Linked DNA regions of Ovis aries: region 1 is linked to region 2. A link is a contact called in public Hi-C data. All regions are on one chromosome and are shown on one strand. Each heading gives the region's core, a stretch centred on a gene start, on an enhancer-like site or on the middle of the called end of the contact. The rest is flanking DNA. Distances are from core to core; before and after follow the strand shown. Region 1 overlaps CYTH4 (cytohesin 4). Region 2 holds the start of RAC2 (Rac family small GTPase 2).

The links. Hi-C and Micro-C count contacts between places; a contact is called where the count stands out from the background.
Region 1: a contact with region 2 is called in a Hi-C map of blood, with 1.9 times the contacts expected there. The contact joins the enhancer-like site here to the promoter of RAC2 in region 2. A contact is called at or near these places in 2 of 16 Hi-C or Micro-C datasets (both in blood).

What each region holds. Positions count from the first base shown.
Region 1 is chr3:181,357,422-181,361,523 of ARS-UI_Ramb_v3.0, reverse strand. It overlaps CYTH4 (cytohesin 4), which reads right to left. Exons shown (of 9, transcript XM_042247269.1): 9 at 3,899-4,102. Among named protein-coding and RNA genes, the nearest start is that of CYTH4, 33 kb to the right of the region's middle. Within about 2 kb of position 2,628, at least 18 of the 54 cell types and tissues checked have an H3K27ac peak or open chromatin away from gene starts, as enhancers often do.
Region 2 is chr3:181,307,682-181,311,941 of ARS-UI_Ramb_v3.0, reverse strand. It overlaps RAC2 (Rac family small GTPase 2), which reads left to right and starts at 2,906. Exons shown (of 7, transcript XM_060414176.1): 1 at 2,906-4,260.

The DNA of each region.
Region 1 (4,102 bases), core at 1,379-3,878, 50 kb before region 2:
TGTCCATGATTAAGCAACCCTGGGTCATGTTCCTTCCAGCCCATTGGTCCACCTTGTATGTCCCCACTTCCTTGCTGGTCCCTAGTAGATATGTTCAGTATCCAGGGTGATCATATGTCTTGGGGACCGGGGACAGTCCTCGTTTGCTACTGTTGTCCCATCATCCACTCTCATCTGGCATTCCAGCACTCTCAGAAGGGGCTCCATTTTGGTTGGTAATTTGATGACTAAAATCTGCATAGGTCTCAGGTCAGTTGGTCTTGGTTCCATGCTGTAGCCCCTTAGTCATTTCCCCCAGCATCCCATGCCCCTGCCTTCATGTACCTCCTTAATCTGTCCCTACTAGCAGCCAGAGGGACCACCTGGAAACAACCTCTAGCTCCCCTGTCTCCTGCCCCTGGTGCTAACTGCTCCTTGGCCAGTCTTGTCCCCTCTTCTGTTTGGCTCCCTAGTTCTGCTGTTCCAGGTGCAGGCCCCTCCATGCTGGATGAACAGTTCACTGCGCCTGGTCTGCCCCATCCATGCTCACTGCTGTGCAGGGGATCCACGCCTTTCCCCCAGCAGTCCCTGCAGTGCCCCCTCAACTGACCCTTTTTTCCCCTGACAGCCCCTCTTCCTTTGGTCCTCCCAGGTCCCCTTCCCACCACCTTACTGCAGCCCCCCAGCCCTTCGCCCCACGAGGAGACCATTCCTCCCTCTTTTGTCTGCCCTGCCTCCAGCCTCTGACTCTGATTCATTCTTGTTTCTCCCAGAGCCCAGCACCAGCCGGGAACCCGGCACCGGAAGAGCGAGTTCTCTGGAAATGAGGCCCTGTGGAATCTGGCTTGTCTCCTGGAGGGAAGTTAGTAGATTTTAGGCAGAGACGGCTGTGTTCACAGCTGTCTGGAAGAAGCCAAATTGGGTAGGAATGACACTGCCAGACAGGGAGATGGAGGAAGGGCCCTGACTTGGTGGGGATCTGTCCTTCCTAGTGAATGTGGGACCAGAGAGGGTCAGTCACTTGTCTAAGATCACGCAGCAATTTGGGGCCAGGCCAGGTCTTTGACCCAGATATGTCTCACTTTGAAGCTTCATTATTCAGCCATTCTGGAGAAGTCTGGCTGGTAAGGGGGCAGGTAGGGGATGCTGGCTGGAGGGGTGAGGTCTCTGCTGCCCCCTGAGGACCATGCTCTCAGGGCACTCTGGGTGGTCCTTCCATTGCAAAGGACGGGCTCCAGGCTGGTAGAGCCTGGGTGGGTGGAGGCCTGACTTTGATTCCTTGATGCTCACACTTTGTGGACCCCTGGGGAAAGCCTGAGTCATCGCTGAGCTGGCAAACATATTTAGCTCCTTTCATAGTCTCTAATATATCAATTTCTCCAGGTCTCTCACACCTGCCACTCGACTCCTGGCTGCCTGCCCCCTCCCCATTTCCTGGCCCCAGGACCAGCTCTACGCTTCCAGGCACTGGGCAGGGGTCCTCCTTACCCACTCCTACTCCACCTCAGGCCATCCTGTGCCAAGCTTGTTCTCTCTCTTTCTGTGATGGCCTCATTCAGCAGCCATGTTATTGGATCCCCAGTCAGAGTTTCATGACAAAGGGCAAAATAGCCTTGGAGATGCAAGGGACTACATTTGGGGCACACAGCTTAGCCCCTCAACCTTTCACCTTCTTGCTTTGGGGGCTTGTTCTGGGACTCTCAAGGGAGTCCCAGAATAAGCATCCTTGTTTTGGCTCCTCCTGGCTAGAAAACCCAGGCCTCCAGTTATTTTATCTTTCATGGGCACCTATGCCAAGAAGCTTTCCCAGATCTACAATCCCCTCAACCTCTGCATGAATAGTTCCTCCTCCAATGGCCCAGCCTGTTTTGTATCTTCACCAAACCATGTATATAGTTTGCCTTGAAGTGATGATAATAATAATGGCACTTAATCTTGAGTAGGTACTCAACACTGTCCTAAGTATTTTGCATATAGTCTATTATTTTCATCTTATAGATGGGCAATCTGAGGCTCAGAATGCCTAGGAAACTTGCTTAAGACGCAGGGTAGAGTTGGGCTTTGAACCCATGCCCCCACCCCCCATGCCCCCCCCCCCCCCCCATCCCCGCCACCCAGGATGGCCTCACTACTGCCCTCTGTGGCCTATCACAGTAAGGGGCTTTTGTGGCACCTTCTCACTTGCCACCCAACCCCACCACACACACCAGCCTCACTTCATCTCAGGGCAGGGGCCACCTGGTACCCATATCTGACACATATTCCCTAGTCCCCATTAAAGGTTTATGTCCAGAAACTCACCTGTCTGAACCCTTCATGAAGGAAGATCACATCTAGAGAGAGCAAGCTACTAGTTCAGGGTCACACAACCTGAAAGCCCTCAGAGAGCCAGGGTATCCTAACTCCTAGACTGAGCAGGGTGACTGTGCCCCAGATGAAGAGAGGGGGGAGGCCGATGGGCATCTGTGCCCTCAGGTGTCTGGGGCTGCTGGACCCCACAGGTCCTAGTCGACCGGGTGCATCCTTCTCCAGGAGGCCGACGTCAAGGCTCTACTCTGGGCCGAGGCCTCATTCCTACAAGGGGCAGCCAGTTCAGCTCCCGGCTGGCTGCGTCGCGGAACCTCTCATCCACGAGTGGTGGGAGCCCCCTGCTGCCCAGAGCGAGCAGTGGCAGAAGGACGGGAAGGAGGGCAGAGGCCACCGGAGCCGGTGAGTCCTGGGCCAGCAAGGCAGAGCTGGACCAGATTGCTATGTGGCCCCGCCCACCTCTCTAGCCACGCCCCCACCTAGCCGCCTCACTGTTCCCACAGCTCCCTGCGCCTCTAGATACTTGCACTAGTTAATGCTGAGGCCCAGAGAGTCTTCTCAGTTGACTTCAGTCAAAGAATTCTCGCGCATCCTGTGTGCCAGGCACCTAGCAGTGACAATCTGGCCCGTGAGGAATTCGCAGTCAGGATGTGTGTGATGGGGAGGGGCAGAGCTGAAGTGAGCTCACCGCAGAGTCAGGTGTGTGTCTTCTCTCCCACCTGGCTGCCGACGCTCAAGTACGGCTCCTTCGAGAAGCCCCCAGGACTGCCTGGCCGCCCAGCTCAGCCCTCCACCGGCCCATGTGCTCCACTCTGTGTAACAGCATGAGTTGAAATGGTCTGTCTTTCCCCACTAGACTTGAGTTCCTTTCGAGGGCAAGGGCTTTGCCTTGATCATCTTTGGATCCTTGGTTCTGTGTGTGGAGCCTGGCACATAGTAGGTGCTTCAAAAACCCGGGCCGAATGAAAGTTGATAAATTCAACGCCTTAAGATCTTCAAAGAGTGACGCAATGGTGGCATTTCAGACAAGGGGCTGGACTAAGGTGTGGGGGCCATCTCAGTGGCCTGCACATCTGAAGGGGCTGCCTAGAACTCAGGACAAACAGAAAGTCAGCCCCATGCAGGCATGGCTATTGTCTTGTTCTACCAGTGCTTGAAACAAGGCACTTAATATAAGACTGTGGAAAGTATGAATGAAGAGTAACAAATTCAAGACCCTCTGTGACTCCCCAAGTGATCACTGGATCCAATCTGTACTTGTATCCCTTCTCGGACAGGGAACTCACTGCTTATCTCCTGGGCAGCATCCTTTCTGTCTTCAGACAGCATGGCCTATTGGGAAGTTCTTTTGCTTTCCCCTGGCCTTGGCAGAACCAGTGCACTCTTGTCCCTGCTTAGAGGGACCCTTGCTTCAAATTTAGCTCCTGGAGATTTCTGTCCAGGTGGCAGCCCCCAGTGGCCAGAGGATGAGGGTCCAGGGTCTGCTGAGTGCCCACTCTTCCCCATCTGGCCCTCCTGGTATCCAGCTGGGAAAGGGATGAGGGTGAAGGGTCTATGCTGGCCTCAAGGATGGCAGATGTGGTCATGGAGAGGACAGAGCCCCACCCACGAGTTGACTCATGAGCTTTATTCTCTATTCTGAGTGATTCCCAGAACAGCCACTCATGCCCAGAAAATCCCCCATTCCACCCTCTCAGTGAGAGGGGAGGAAGCCGAGGACCAGAGAGGGGAAGAGAGTGGACCAAGATTGCACAGCCGGTGGCAGGAGAGGACCTCAGAGCCCCTGACGCCTGGCTGCCCCTTCAGGGCCAGAAAA
Region 2 (4,260 bases), core at 1,657-4,156:
AGCTTTCTTTTGGGACCAGCATACCTCCACGTTCAGTCCAGGTGATTTATGAGGCTGACCTCATCCGTAGCTCCAGGAGGCAGATGGAGAAGGCATGACCCAGGTGCAGCTAATAATATTCCATCCCCTGGCTGTGGTGACTGGTTCAGCAGTAGTCCCATGACTGAAGTAGGGCCAGTGAGATTCAGTCCTGGGACTTCTGCCAGAACAAGGAGGAAAACAAAACTTTCAGGTGTGATTTCTAGCTGGGTAGATGATACAGATCTGGAGCCTCTTGTACCACCAGAAGGAGCCTGAGAATTAAGCCGAAGCAGAGGGTGGGGAGTGGGGAGATGCAGAGCAAGAAAGATTGAGTCTGGATGATGTCTTACGAGGGCGCCCAGGTGATGCAATGGTAAAGAAGCCACCTGCCAGTGCGGGAGACACAGAAGATGTGGGTTCAATCCCTGGGGCCAGAGGATCCCCTGGAGGCAGAGATGCTCACTCCAGTATTCCTGCCTGGAAAATCCCATGGAGAGAGGAAACTGACAGGCCAAAGGGTCGAAAAGAGTCAGACACGACTGAGGCCGGCCCCACGGATGACATGATATGAGCTTCTGGACCCATCCTTGCCTGAAGCCTGAACAACCATGAATAATTCCCTTTTTGGCTATGGCAAACATTAAAAATTGTCTCACTCAACACTATTCCCAATCCATCTTCCCCTTTCCTTCCTCTGGGACAGAGTCTGGAAAGCTAAATTATTATTCCCGAGCCAAGGGTGGCCATGTGACATTTTACGACCAATAAGGAAGTTCCTGGGGAAGGGTGCTCCTTCCTGAGTAAAAGGAAATTCTCATTAAGAGAATGAGTTTGGGGTCCTTTGCCCTTCCGCCTTCCTGCTGCTTGGAATGTGCCTGTCAGGCTAGGGCAGGGGGGTGAGTGTGTGGCCACCATCTGGCAGATACGCAGCAGCAAGCTGGAGATACATGACAAGCGCTAAGAATGATGGGACCAAGACACCGGCAGAGCCGAGACTCCCGACGGCATCACAGGACCGCTGCTTCAGGCCTGGGCGGCCTCTTCCCGACGTTTTGCTGAATAGGCAATAAGGCCCCCTACCTGATCAAACGGACTCATTTGAAAAGACCCTGATGCTGGGAAGGACTGAAGGCGGGAGGAGAAGGGGATGACAGAGGATAAGATGGTTGGATGGCATCACTGACTCAATGGACATGAGTTTGAGTAAACTCCGGGACTTGCTGATGGACAGGGAGGCCCGTGCTGTGGTCCATGGGGCCGCAAAGAGTCAGACACGACTGAGCGACTGAACTGACTGACTAACCGACCTGATCAAGGCCCTGCTGCTGGGTTTCTGTTACCTGCGACAGAGTGGAGTCTGTAGACACCAGGAGCTCGGGCAAAGGAAGCCAAGTAAATGTGAAGCAAGTATGCTTAAAAGGGCAGGGAGTGCAGCCAAGTGATGCAGACAGGCTGGGAGAACGGAGCCTGTGATGGAGTCCTGGGTGAGCCCACTTGCCTTCTCTTCCCCTCCCCTCACTGTGCTTTTCTGTCCTGCTCGTGGCCTCGGCTGCAGCTCCCTTGGTCAGTTCTGCGGTGTTCAAGGAGTGGTTCCTGGAGGCCCGCCCACTCACAGAGTACTTCCTGTGATTTTTCAAAGCACCCAATTCTCCACCTTAAATCCCTCTCTACTGAAGATAACTAGTGTGGTTTTAGTTTCTGCACGAAAATATGACTGATACAGGATCAAGAAGTGGCCCTTGGGTCTAGGAATCTGGAAGTCCCCAATGACCTTTGAGAGAGTGGTTTCAATGGAGGGGTGGCGAGGGGCGATCTGTTTTGGAGCTCCATTGGTGCCTTTGAAGAACATGGCCTAATACATAGATGCAGGCCAGTCTCCAGAAGTACAGTGCTGCGGGAGAGCCTGAGTGTGTAGATTTAGCTCCCAAGTGTGTCTTTGGCTCACTGGGGTCTCTTGTCTCCAGCCCTTCTAGGCCTAGTCCCTGGACACCTCATCTTTGTGTATTGACGTCTGGGGTCTGGTCTTGCTACAGGTGGGCCACAGAAAAACCAGATTGCAGTGGGTGAGGGGTTTCCTAAGAGGTAAGGCCAAGAGATGGCTTGGATAGGGGGGTAGAAGCTTGGGGGAACACAGGCAAAGCCCCAGGACTGTTCCTCCCTAGGTTGGGAGGCTCGGTGTGGGAAGGGGTGGATGTGGGAAAGCAGCTGGAGATGCTGCAGAAAGATCAGAGCAGCATCCCAGAGGCGAGCAGAGGGACAGACGATGAAGAGGGAGACCTGGCCGGGCGGCCTCAGCCTCCCGGGGATTTAGGAGTGTCCTTTGGCTCTCACATCACTGGCCACGTGCTCATGGCTCTCCAGCAAGTGAAGGGGGTGGGCGTGATCACACAGCTGACTCCAGGTCCGTGAGTCGGGGGAGAAGGAAGTTGGAGGAGGACCCATCTCTGGCTGGGTTAGAGTGAGTTGGGAGTTGAGGTCTACTGAAGGAGAAGGTGTGTGGTTCCTGAATAGGTGATGGTCAGAGGGCCCCGGGCGTGTGTGAAAGAGCGCCCTCAAGGGCTCAGTAAGGGGATGGCTGAGACCTCAGTGCCTTGCCAAAACTGAAGTTGAAGTTGCCCCAGTGGACTTTCTCCAACCACTGTGTGCAGCCCATGAATGGGCTGGGTAGGGGGTGGAGGGTAGGGAGGTAGGCAGGCAGCCAGTGTGTGGTTGGGAGAACAAAGTAGGGAGAAATTAAGGGTGCTTTGGGTAACTTGAGCAGGAAGAGCAATCTGAGAATAAGCTGCTGTCTGGGGTGTGGAAGGGAGGACAAGAAGTGGGGCCAGGGCAGGAGGCCGAAGCTGGGTGAGGGTGGGTCTGGGAAAGCCTGGAGAGGGGACAGATATCTCTCCCTCTCCCAAGATATTTCATACTCAGTGACAAGTATATGGTAAGAGGGATTTTCCACGCTTATATTTCTAGTCTGGCTCCTTCCCCTGCTCCAGGCACATCATCCAACTCCATACTTGACATTCTCATGTCCAATAGTCTTCTCAACCGAAATTTCCAGAATGGAAGCCTGAATTCCCCATCCTGCAAACCCTCTCCTCCCACCATCATCCCCTCCTGGTTAAATGGCACGTCTACCTGCCAAGTTGCTAAGAATGAAACTGGCACCGTCCTTGACTCCATCAGCCTGTAGACCGCACAGCATATATCTTGGGTCTAGCCACTTTACAGCTTCTCCACCACCACCTTGGTGGTCCTAGCCTCAATCCTGTCTCACGCGGACATTTCTGTGATGATAGAGTCTCCCAGCTTCTGCCCCTGTTCTACAATGCTCTATTCCTCACATGGCCACCAGAGGGGCCCATATTGATGTGGCTCCCGTGGCTTCCCTGTTCACAGATTGCCTGCACAGTCGTGCCTGGCGCCTGTCGGCCTGCTGGCCACTTGGCCTAGTGCACTTCATTCAAGCTCCACGGGCCTTTTTGCTGCGCCTGAGAACACTTCGAGCTCCTCCCCACCTTTGCCCTCGGCAGGTCCCTCCTGCAGTGCTCAGCCTTCGATCTTTGAGAACTCAGCCTGGTTTCTAGTCAGACTGAGTCTGCCTCTGCCCTTCTGTGTCATTCTTTTCTCCCCAGCCTCCTTTGTTATCTTCTCAGGGCACTTTCACCACCTGTATTTCATTCTACTTATTATATTCTTTATAGTCCGTGTCCCTGCCGGCTCTGAGCTCCCCTGGGCAGAGTCTCGGCCTTTTCCACGGCCATGTCCCCAGGGCCCGGTGCCCAGCAGGTTGTTGAATATGCACTGAGTAGCGCATGTCAGCCTGGAGTGGTACAGGTGACCTGCAGTCCGGGAGGGTCCTCCCCACCCCCCAGGCCAGGGCCTGATGAAGGTGTCTTCCCTCCCCTTCCCTGCTTAGGGTTAGGGCTCCAGCTCACCCACCTGAGAGCAGGCAGAGCTGGACAACTGACCATAGCAAGGGCACAAGGAAAAAGGTGAGAGTGATGCGGTTCAATGGCTGGGGGTCCGTGTGGGAGGAGGGAACGCTGAGAGCGGATGGAGCAGAAGCTGCCCCAAGACTCCTGGCCTCTGGGCTCGGAGCCAAGGGGTCTCTGTGCCTTGGTTTGTCCCGTGTGGTTCATGTGGGGCCTGAAGGCTGACAGGCAGGCCGACTGGAGGATGGGGGTGGTCCCTGCTCCTATCTGCTCATGGTAAAGGCAGGGGCTGTGCTAAGGAGTGGAGAGGTGAGTG